2 separate regions of the Macaca fascicularis genome follow, and region 1 is linked to region 2. A link is a contact called in public Hi-C data. All regions are on one chromosome and are shown on one strand. Each heading gives the region's core, a stretch centred on a gene start, on an enhancer-like site or on the middle of the called end of the contact. The rest is flanking DNA. Distances are from core to core; before and after follow the strand shown. Region 1 has its middle 270 kb from the start of GADD45G. Region 2 holds the start of GADD45G (growth arrest and DNA damage inducible gamma).

Region 1 (2,700 bases), core at 165-2,664, 270 kb before region 2:
GCACCTCCGGGCAGCTTTCAACCCAATCAGTAGAGTTTATTTCCAGTTCAGTGGGGTGCCCCAGTTAATCCAGTTTGGGAAGAATCTCCTTGTGTTTAGGAAAGGCTGTGCTCATACCTTGAAAGGGGGATTGGACCTCACAAGTTTTCATGAGGGTGTGGGGGCTCCAGGTCCCCCAAAATTCTCCAGACACTTGCTTAATTTACTACCTTAAGGAGCCTCTGAGCAGCACTAGGAGAACTGAGGAGGATTCTCCCATTTCACAGATGGAAACTGAGGCTGGGGCCGTCCAGGGGTGGCCCAGGTCACAGGTGAGCTGGGAGAGACAAGATCCTCGGGGCCCATGCTCAGCTCAGCACTGCCCTGAGGAGTCAGGAAGGGGCTCCAGAGAGCACACGGGCAGGTCCTCAGCCCGACCCATGATGCCACATCCATGACAGTCAGACCTGTCGACAGTGATGAACTGGAGAAGAAATAACCTTTTTTACTTGTCTACTTTATGCCTGAGGCTTTATGTGCATTAACTTATTCAATGATCACACCATCCCCATGAGATGGGTAAGGTTAACCTTGGGAAACTGAGCTTTCTAGGAGTAAGTAACCTGCTGTCATCACATGGAAAATGACAAACAAGAGAGGGAAACTCAGTCCTCCCTGGGCCCACGGTCCACCCTCCACACTCATGCTGCCTCATGGTGCTCAGAGAACTCTGGCAGGGTTTGGGGTGGCGAGAGGGAGGCCTGGCATCCCTCCAAGGACTTTGAGACTCTCAAGTGCAGGTTCCCAGACCTGCAGCATCAGGACAGAAATCCAAGACTCCAGTGTGAGCCCACAGCCCTCCAGGTGAGAAGAGCTGGGAGAGACAGCCCAGCCCAGCAGGTGGAAGCCCTGTGGGGACAGTCCATTCCCTGGGGAGTGCAGAGCACTGTTGACAGGTTGACCTGGCCAGAGCAGGCCCCACACAAGCCGCATCCCCCTTCTGCCTCCTGCAACCTCTCTCTGGGCTGTGGATAGAGTCAGGTGGGTCTGGGACCCCACCGTAGGAGCAAGTGCAGGCAGGCTGGGTTAGCACAGGCGGGCAGGAGAAACAGAACCAGGGCCTGTCTCAGGCCTGGCCACTGGGGTGGGCTCCGAGACACTCTGCCCAGGCAAGGAGGGACAGTCACCAGGCACCTGGCCCCAGCTGGGGGACATCTGATCACCTCTGCTCTGTACAGTACACAGAGTAGAATGTGGGACAGATAATTCCAGGGAGCTGCCCTTTCTAATTAGGTGGTGAAGTCAGCATGAACTTCAAACAGGGCAAAAATAGGATCCTAAAAATAGCCCTGGGGGAACTGTGAGGGGAGCTGGAGGTGCTGCTTGGAAAGTTCCGGGGCCTGGGCAGGACAGTTCCCACGTGGCCTCCAAAGCAAAGGGAAGCCTCAGCTGACCCCAGCAGACCTCCAGATGCAGCGAGAGCCCGGAAACTCAGGAAGTGGGGCGGGTCATGTGATGGGAAAATTGCTCAGGGCTTCAGGGGTACGAGTCTGCACACTTGTGGCCCAGGGAGTCTTTCTCACGGTGCCATCTGCTTGATGGCTCTTTAAATATTGCACTGGGTTGCACACATGCTCCTGTATGCATGGGCTTGCTGTTGCAGGTAGAAGTGTATGTGTTTATCATTGTTTAGCAGGGACGTGGTGGCTCGCCAGGCCTTCCAGACACTCCCTACGCAGAGTGCGGTCCCTGCACCAAAGCGATGGCAGCACCCAAGAGCTGGTTAAAACCACAGGCTCCAGCCTGCCGCAGACCCTCTGAGACAATACTCACATTTCCACAGGGTCCAGGGGTGACTTGGTGTCCAGGAAAGAGTGAGAAGCCGGCTGCAGGTGTTCAGAGGTATGCCCCAAAGCACAGGGCTGGGGCTGAGGGTCTCATGGGGTTTTCCTGGGGGTCCAGGCCCCAGCACACAGAGGCTGCTGTAGGCAGGGGGTCGGGGATAGGGACCTGAGGTGAGGCTGTTGGCTGAGCAAGGCCTGGAAGCTGGCCAACCCTGTAATGAGAATGCTCAGAGTCTGGTCCAGGCGTTGGCCCAGGGCTCCTGTTGGCAAGCAGGCAGGTGTCTAGTAGTGCGGGGATGCCTGCCAGGGCTGTCTGGGACCCCTGATGTCACTGTAACACACAGAGGCACTCCTGAGTTCCCAGCTCCTGCACACTGAGAGAGTCCCAGCTCCACCGGACCTTCCGAAACACTTAGCAAAGCTCCTACTACACCATAGGATGGGCCCCCACAGGGAGTGAGACGGGTAGCCTCCTTCACTCCCAGGCTCCCAGGCCTGCTGGGGGACAGATGCCTTGGTGTTGTCAGTATTGCAGTCACCCTTTCCAGCACAAGCATCATCCTATAAAATTCCCACCAAGCCTTTGTCTCCTTGCAGTCAGTTCCTCCCTTGCTGATTTGCCCGTTCTTTTCTTGCAACGTACTTTCCTACTTTCTCTAATAAATCAGCCTTTCTCTACCTACAACTGTCCTGGTAAATTCCTTTTACTGCCCATGCAACACTGACCCCAGACAGTTGCTACTCATGATATAAGCCACAATTTGTTTATGCTGCAGCATCTTTGTGCACATTTTTGGCAGATATATGCACTTATTTCCCTTGAGTATATTTCAAGAAGTGGGGTTGCTGGGTCACGGAGCATTCGTGGTAGGTGTTT
Region 2 (2,717 bases), core at 208-2,707:
AAAGCAGCGCAGTTGGCTAAGTCCTTCACGCTCCTGCAACTGTACCAAGTCCAGGGCGCCGCTCCTTCCTGCCGAGCGCAGGCTGCTGAGTCACGCCTGCCCGGCCAGTCTGTCCTTCCTGGCCCTGAGGCCAACGTCCTAGCCTAGGCCTTCCTGGGCGAGCAGCCGCTCCAGACACTTGCAGAGTCCTCAGCTCGGGCCAGCCTGGCCCTGCCGCCGCCGGGCCCCTCCTCGAGAGGCCGCGCCTCCTCACTCTCCAGGCGCCCCCCCCGCCTGCCAGTCTCCACGCCGCACTCGGGCACCCTCGGAGGGCCCCTCCACAGAGCCAGCCGCGCTCTAGGCGCCCCGGGGCGTCACCACGTCGATCAGACCAAGGTCCCCGCCGGGCTGTCACTCGGGGAGGGTGATGCTGGGCACCCAGTCGTTAACGCTGCGGCTCTCCTCGCAAAACAGGCTGAGCTTCTCCAAGGCGGGATCCTTCCAGGCGTCCTCGTTGGGGTTCTGCTGAGAGAGAGCAGGGTCAGCCTGGCTGGCCGCGGGCCGAGGCGGGAACTACACCGGGGCGGGGACCGGACGGGGCTGTACTCACCGAAATGAGGATGCAGTGCAGGTCGCCCGGCGCGCCCGCCTCCTCGCCGGCGCCCACGATAGCCGCCAGCCGCTGCACATCGCCCACGCGCACTATGTCGATGTCGTTCTCGCAGCAGAAAGCCTGGATCAGCGTAAAATGGATCTGCAGCGCGATGTCGCCCTCGTCCTCCTCATCGGCAGCCAGCACGCAGAAGGTCACATTGTCGGGGTCCCTGCGAGGGCAAGACGGGGACCAAGGTCAGAACCGGCAAACCAAGTTCTCCCGCAGCCACCCCTCCCATCCGCCGGTCTCTTCGCCATTCATCCCCGCCCCTGTCTCCCAGCCTGGGTCGCGTCTACACTTACACGTTCAGGACTTTGGCTGACTCGTAGACGCCGGCAGTGAGGCAGCCCTGACGCTGCGCGGACAGCAGCAACTCGTGCAGCGCTTTCCCGGCACCCTGCATCCTGCGGAGGAGCCAGCTAGTGAGCGGGAGACGGCCGTGGGGCGCGGTGGAGCCCCGAGCCCCGGCCACGGGGATTCACCCTTGGCTCTCCAACTCCAACCACACTCCAATCCCGGCTTGGCGCCCGCACCCCGGCTCTCCAACCCGGATCTGACGCCCGCACCCCCGGGCTCGGCTCCTATCCCGCGGATTCCCACCCTGGAGAACCCTGACGGTCGCCGACTGACCAGCCGCTTTCTCAGCGCCCTGAAACCCACCTGTCTGTGCTTTCCGGAACTGTGTCCTGGCCGCGGACTTCTTCCAGAGTCATAGTGCGATCAAACAACAGCAAGTTATCCACAAGCGGAGAGCGCGGAGGGGACGCGGGCGAACACCCTGAGACCAAGAGCTCAGCACGGCGCGCCCACCACCAGCGAGTGCGCCCGGGCTACGCTGCGCGTCCTTATATAGGCTGATGGGTGCGGCGCCGCCAGCTGGCGCGAGGCTGCCCGCCTATTGGCCGGCACCCGCTTTCTGATGTAAATGAGACCGCGAGCCCGCGGCTCGTGCCAGAAGGCCACGTGGGGAGGGGTGCGGGGGATGACAATGCCTCAAATCTGCCGCTTTTGTTGGGGTGTTACCAGGCAGACTGGAGCCTGCAGATTTCATCTCGCCTGGCTTTCTTTTTTTTTTTTTTTTTTTTTTTTTTTGAAGTCCTTAAAAGGAAAAAGTAAAAAAAAAAAAAAAAAAAAAAAAAAAGCCAATCCACAAAAACCTTGTTTGCTAATATGATGCTGCAATTTGCGAAAAGCACCTTTATAGAATCAAAAGGAATTTTATTTCCATTTTTTATTGCTACCTTTCTATTTGTTTCTTTTCTTTAATTTGAAGTTTATGAGACTGTTGCATTGGAGCAGGAAATTAAGGTAAAAACAGGTAACGCCAGTTAAAGGCTTGCAAAAGGCAGTGGGCACAGCCCCCTGCAGCTGACCACTAGCGTCCGGAGCGCGCTGGTAATGCCTGCCAGGCATACTCAATGTGTACATTGAGTAGTCGCTGGAAGATCCTACCCCACCTCCCCGCCCTTGGCCGAGAGCAGCGGGGCGCCGGAGAAGGGGGCGGGCAGGGGCGAGCAGATTGCTGCCGGCGCACGCCGCTCGTTTGCATTTCTATGGAGGGCGCACAATAGCAGAGGTCTGGCGTGTGGCGGTTTGCAGTAGGGACAATCGAGGCTTTCTCTTCATAGCAACACTGTCCACCTGCCGCCGGGTGGGGTGGGCAGGCCCCCGCCGCGCGTGGGGGTCGCCGGGCTGCCTGGCGCGTGGGGTCGAGGCTGAGTGCCACTCCGTGGTCCCTGAGTACGCGCCGCCTGTACTGGCCCTGCTACATGTAATTCCCTTCCACCCGTTCCTCGCACGGGTGCCGAGCAGCCTCGCGAGTTGGGAAGCACAGAGAGCTGCTGCGCAGTCTTCGCGACTGGACGCCCTCTGGCCGGGACCCCGCGGCTGCGGCCCTTGGAGCTTAGGGGATGTAGTTCGGTATCTGTTTCCCGGGGCGCCATCTACAGGCAGGTTAAAAAGATCCTGAATCCCTTTTCTCCTCCCCTCCCCCAACACACACACCCTTGCATTGGCCTGGTGCGGGGGAAGGGCGGTGGAGGGGGTCGGCCACGGAGCTGTCCGGCCGGGCCCACTGAGCCCT

Evidence for each region. Hi-C and Micro-C count contacts between places; a contact is called where the count stands out from the background.
Region 1: a Hi-C map of skeletal muscle shows a contact between it and region 2, with 3 times the contacts expected there. The contact joins the enhancer-like site here to the promoter of GADD45G in region 2. A contact is called at or near these places in 2 of 2 Hi-C or Micro-C datasets (liver and skeletal muscle).

What each region holds. Positions count from the first base shown.
Region 1 is chr15:120,218,950-120,221,649 of T2T-MFA8v1.1, reverse strand. No RefSeq gene overlaps it. Among named protein-coding and RNA genes, the nearest start is that of GADD45G, 270 kb to the right of the region's middle. Within about 2 kb of position 1,414, at least 1 of the 6 cell types and tissues checked has an H3K27ac peak or open chromatin away from gene starts, as enhancers often do.
Region 2 is chr15:119,949,120-119,951,836 of T2T-MFA8v1.1, reverse strand. GADD45G (growth arrest and DNA damage inducible gamma) reads right to left here and starts at 1,457. Exons shown (of 4, transcript XM_005582122.3): 1 at 1,295-1,457; 2 at 937-1,038; 3 at 590-803; 4 at 1-501. The coding sequence starts at 1,347. The coding sequence ends at 391.